Regions from separate parts of the Sus scrofa genome. Here region 1 is linked to region 2. Evidence: chromatin contacts called from public Hi-C data. All regions are on one chromosome and are shown on one strand. Each heading gives the region's core, a stretch centred on a gene start, on an enhancer-like site or on the middle of the called end of the contact. The rest is flanking DNA. Distances are from core to core; before and after follow the strand shown. Region 1 overlaps AFF1 (AF4/FMR2 family member 1). Region 2 holds the start of KLHL8 (kelch-like protein 8).

What was found. Hi-C and Micro-C count contacts between places; a contact is called where the count stands out from the background.
Region 1: a Hi-C map of liver shows a contact between it and region 2, with 1.7 times the contacts expected there. The contact joins the enhancer-like site here to the promoter of KLHL8 in region 2. A contact is called at or near these places in 1 of 5 promoter capture datasets (liver) and 5 of 47 Hi-C or Micro-C datasets (alveolar macrophages, embryonic fibroblasts, liver and 1 more).

What each region holds. Positions count from the first base shown.
Region 1 is chr8:131,876,231-131,878,930 of Sscrofa11.1, forward strand. All of the region lies in intron 2 of AFF1 (AF4/FMR2 family member 1), which reads right to left. Among named protein-coding and RNA genes, the nearest start is that of AFF1, 47 kb to the right of the region's middle. Within about 2 kb of position 1,436, at least 13 of the 83 cell types and tissues checked have an H3K27ac peak or open chromatin away from gene starts, as enhancers often do. A contact at or near this core is called in liver, where this site is marked.
Region 2 is chr8:131,632,847-131,635,546 of Sscrofa11.1, forward strand. KLHL8 (kelch-like protein 8) reads left to right here and starts at 1,325. Exons shown (of 10, transcript XM_021101776.1): 1 at 1,325-1,516.

The DNA of each region.
Region 1 (2,700 bases), core at 186-2,685, 240 kb after region 2:
CATCCAATCTCTTGGGCTAGAACATGATGGAAGATAATATGCGAAAAAGAGTGTGTGTGTGTGTGTGTGTGTGTGTGTATGAGACTGGGTCACTTTGCTGTACAGCAGAAATTGACAAAACATTATAAATCAACTGTACCTTAATAAAAAATTGTTTTAATAAAAAAATTAAGGGACTTCCCGTTGCGACTCAGCAGTTAACAAATCTGACTAGCATCCATGAGGACACAGGTTCGATCCCTGGCCTCATTCGGTGGGTTAATAATCTGGCATTGCTGTGGCTGTGGTGTAGGCCAGCAGGTACAGCTCCGATGCGACCCCTAGCCTGGGAACCTCCATACGCCGTGGGTGTGGCCCTAAAAAGCAAAACAAAACAAAACATTTTTTAAAAAGAGAAGTGGTAAATCATTTCTGCTCTGCCCTGGTTATTGCCTCTGATTCCCATGCGGGTAGGAGTTACCCCCTCTTGAGGAGAGAGGGCTTCCACAGAGGGGGCTGGCTCTCAGCCAAGCCCGACGCAGTCTGGTCCATAAATTGTTGTCCAGCCCTTGGCAGACCCCTGACTCGAGGTGCAGAACTGTTGTGTTCAGACTCAGCTGGGGCGGAGGCAAATGAGCAGAAGAAAAGCACAGAGCAGCTTCCCAGGGTCCATTCGATCATTTGGCACAAACCCTGGAGTTTCTGCCTCCGAGGTGCACTGATAACAAGTAAGAAATTCAAGGTCCGGCGTTTCCCAGGTTTAAAGAGACTTTAAGATGAAGATTTAAAAAAAGAAAACAAAACAAAAAACCACAACCACGATACCACTATCCTATCTAAAACCTTCTCCTTGGATACTGAGATTTATAAAATTTTCCTTTAATAGTTGCAAATATCCAGTTAGTCTTCAAGTTTAACTGGTGTGCCCAGACCCAAACAGGAGCCTTTCATCACAGGGTTGGTGTGACGCTTTGGTCTTTTAATAACTATATATTTTTTTCCTGAAGATTTGTTGGCAGAAAAAGATGATTTTCTGTCCAAGTCTCACATTATGGATTTTGCTAATAGTAAGCAGGAAGTGTCTGGTAACCTGTTTCTCAGTCCGGTGTGTATTTCTTTTTTTTTGGGGGGGGGAGGGGTCTTCTTTTAGGGTTGCACCCGTGCCATATGGAGGTTCCTAGGCGAGGGGTCGAATCAGAGCTGTAGCCGCCTGTCTACACCACAGCCACAGCAATTTCTTGCTGCACATATATGTCCACAGTCAGCTCTTTCTTCTGTAACTTCATTTATGCTCTATTGGAATTTCACTTCCAGCCTCGTCCCTTTCTGTTTCTTTCCCGCACTTTCGTCTTTGTTGGCCGATTCTCTTTCGATTATCTGTTTTTGTGCAATGTCACATGAGCTTGTCACCGGGAGACAAGGAGGCAACACAGTGACACACTTTGCTATCTCTGCATGACCTAAATGAGCAAGTCGGTGGCGGAGCTCCAAACGGCCTTAAAAGAACTGATACGATTGGTCACTGATCATGATGCCATCTGTTATTTATATAGTGATTTGTGGAGCAATGAGCTAGCAGCAAAGTTTGTACTTTATGAAGTTGCTGTGCTAACTGAAATTTGAACCACGGTCTTGAAGGACTGGTGTTATTTAAACCACGATAACTGAAGTTTGCCTGTATTGGAACTGTGCAAAGTAAGGATTTAGGCTATTCCCGTCGGTAAACATAAACCACCAATTTGAGAAACTGCTAAATTCATATTTCATCGATGCTTTCAATTTTTAAGAGATTTCCCCAGCCCCAACTCTGATTTAATTTTCTTTTATAAGTATGTATAATACTTAGTTGCTCCAAAGTGAGTCACAAAGCAAGGTACCTTCAGGACAGTCTGGCTCCTATTTTTGTCCCTTTATCAGTTTGGGGTATATCCTTCTTTAGGGTTTTTTGTTTGTTTTTGTTTTTGTTTTGGTGCACCTGTGGCTTATGGAAGTTCCTGGGTCAGGAATCCAAGCCTCAGCTGCAACCCTTCCAGACCCCTAACCCACTGCACCACAGCAGGAACTCCTATCCTTCTATAATTCTTTAAGATAAGGAAATACATATATATTTTCGTATTCTTCCCCTTTACTAAGTAAAAGGCAGCAAAAGTACACACACTCTTCTGCATCTTACTTTTTAAATTATCTTAAAGATCACACAGCAGTAGAAAAGAGAGACCCCATTCCTTTTTATAGTTGTATAGCGCTCTGCTGTTCTGCAGGACCAAAATTCCTCAAACCAACTCCTTGTTGACATCTGGATTACTTCCAGTCTCTCGCTATCACATAGAGTCTGTAATGAATAAACCTGCAGATATCTTTTCCTTATTTTGGCCAGTGTATCTTGAGGATAAATTCCTAGATGCGAGCCGGCTATAGATCAGAGGGAAACTGCAAACATAACCTTGCTACCTGCTGCCAAATGCGCCTCCCAAGACTGTTGCAGTCTGCATCCCCAGCAGCTGTGGGCAAGAGCACAGTACTTTCCCCCCACGGTCTTATCAACCAAACATGTTGTCAACCTTTCGCTTTTCCCCATCCTGACAGACCAGATACGAGGGCGCAGCGGAGTTTTCATTTGCCTCTCTCTTAGCACGCATGACTGAGCATCTTTTCATACGAAAGGGACATTTTGAAAATGCAACCGCTTTGACAGGTTGGATATTTTAGAATAAGGGTTTT
Region 2 (2,700 bases), core at 75-2,574:
AGTTCATCCCAATTCCTAGCTCTGCGTCTGGCAGAGTCGATGCTCACTAAATATACTTGAAAAGATAAATGGTAATCATATTGAACTATGGCGTATATTTCTTTGACGTGGTTAGTAACTACAAGTAGTCTGTTATTTTGTTTATGGCAATTAGCAGAGGAAAAAGAGCAGTTCTATTCTACAAGCATTTTGTTGTTGTTGTTCTTTTAGGGCTGCACCCCTGGCATATGGAAGTTCCCAGGCCAGGGGTCAAATCAGAGCTGTAGCTGCTGGCCTAAGCCACAGCCACAGCAACGCCAGATCTGAGTCACCTCTGTGACCTACACCACAGCTCACGGCAATGCCAGATCCTTAACCCACTGAGTAAGGCAAAGGATGGAACCCTGTCCTCATGGATACTAGTCAGGTTGGTTTACCACTGAGCCATGACAGGAACTCCTAGCCTGGGAGCCTCTATATGCTGCAGGTTTAGCCCTAAAAAGCGAAAGAAAAAAAAAAAAAAAAAGATTTATTTCTATTTAAAAGAAAGGGGATTATTTTCTTCCCTCTGGAACTAAAATTTCAAATTCGAAATAGTCATTTCGGGGTTTTTACATAAGATGCTTATGTTGGGGGGAAAATAACTCTAGCAAAATCAATACAAACCTATATATTAATATTTATAAACTTTAAGTTGGAATTTATTCTGAAATAGATTCCTGGTGTGAAAATTTGAGGTGGCTCTAACAAAAGCCACATTTAGGAGAATATCCTTCTTCAATTTTTTTTTCTTTGCTCTTGCTTACTCTTTCCCTGCTTACATTTTACTGAAAAATTAGTTTATTTCAACATCATTTTTGCTTGCAATTGTTTTTAGCAGTGAGTGCTTAGATCAATCAACTGCTTCCTTAGGCTTATCAACTGTGGGTATGTATTTATATACACCAGCTGTTTTGTATAGCCTCTGTAGAGCAGGTGGAGAAAGTGATGGGAATGAAAGGAGAAGCACCTTTTTCCTTTCAAAGCCATAAACCCTGACTCTCGACCTCCAGCAGGAGGGCACTTACTGAACTGCCAAAGAAGTAAAGAAACGGAAAACTCCGGGGGCATTACGCGGTGGCCTACCCAAAAATGTGTTTTCAGGACGTCCCCTAGGCCCTGATCTGCCAGCCTCGGGCAGGATAACCTTCGCCGTGGGGTAAAAAACCCCACCACCCACGGTGAGCGACCTGGGAGAGCGCGTGGGGGCGGGGGCGGGAGCGGTCCCCCGGGAGGTCATTGAAAACCACACTTCCCAGAGTGCTGTGCGCAGGCGCGCGCTCCTCGCCCCGCCCCTGAGGCCACAGCACCGGGGGCGGGGGCGAGAGGACGCCGGGCGCCGGCTGGGCTCGACGGGGCCGCGCCAGAGAGCGCGCGTCCGTCGGCTGCTCACGCGGGGCTGGTGCGGCGCAGCTGGCGGCTGCGGGAAGCTGCTCGGCCGGCTGCAGCGTTGGCCAGGCCGGGAGGGACGGAGCCGGGGGGCGAGCCGAGGACCGAGGTAACCCGACGCCCGTGCCCCCTCAGTCGCCTCTTCTTTTGTGCGGTGCGGTGCGCTGACGCCAGGTCCTCCCTCCCCCGAGCCCCACATCGGGGGCGCGGGGAAACTCCAGCCCTGCGAGCCGTAACCCAAACTCCACAGCGGACGGGGTTTGGGCCCATGAAACCGCTGCACGGTTTCTGTCGCCCCCTTTGGCGGGAGAAAGGGGGTCGCCTTTCGCGAGGGGAACCGCAGCCTCTGTCAGCCTCCCCGCGACCCCCGGACTCGCTCCGGTGCCCCCGGGGGAAGGAAAGAGAGGAGCAGGCAGGTGCTTGGCGGGGTCCGGGCACCCTCCGCGCCGAGCGGCGGGCGCGGGGTCGGGGTCGGGGAGGGCGGCCCGCGGGACCCGCGGCCTGTGGGGGCGGGGCAGGCGGGCTGCCTCGCGGCTCCGCGCGCGGGGTCGCGGCGGGGGGAGCGGCGCCCCGGGACTGCCCGCCCCGGGGGCTTTGGCAGCGCGTCCGGGGGTGAGCCGCCCGTCCCGGCTTGGCCCACCTGAGGGGCACTGGCGGGTCCGCGGGGCCCGCTGCGGGTCGGCCTGGCGGGTGCTGGGGGCTTAGCAGCCCGCGCCAGGTGGACCATCCGCGGGGGTGGAGCCCGGATCGATGTGACACCAGAAACTGCAGCCTCTTTTCCAGCACGCAGCGGCTCGATGGAGTTGTTTTACAGCCGCTGGTGCCAGCTCTTGCCTCCTTCCACTCAGTTCTGGGCTTAGTTAGCTTGTTGGTTAGCTTGTCCACACGGTTCGAGTTTTCTAGCCCGGGGCTGGCCCTTTGCTGGGTTTGCACCGTCCCAGCGCTCGGGCGCCTGAGTTTGAAAAGCTTTTCATGTGTTTTCCCACCTGGCAGCGATCAGGTGACTTTTCGTAGAAAATCGAACTCTTCTCAGTATTCCTTTCCTCTCTACTGGTTTCTTTGAGTTTTTACTTTATGGATGCACTCGCGGGCCAGGGATGGAAAATGAGCCGCACCTGCGGCAGGAAGGGATCCTTTAACCCGCTAGGGGGGCTGGGAACGAACCTCCCGCAGCAGTTATTCCTTTTAATTGTATTAATAGCTATGTGTGGCCCTTTACCTTGTGCTGGTGGCTCCACTTTGGGGAGATTCTCAGGACAGGGTTCTTCAAAGAAGCTGGGTTGACACAGGTAT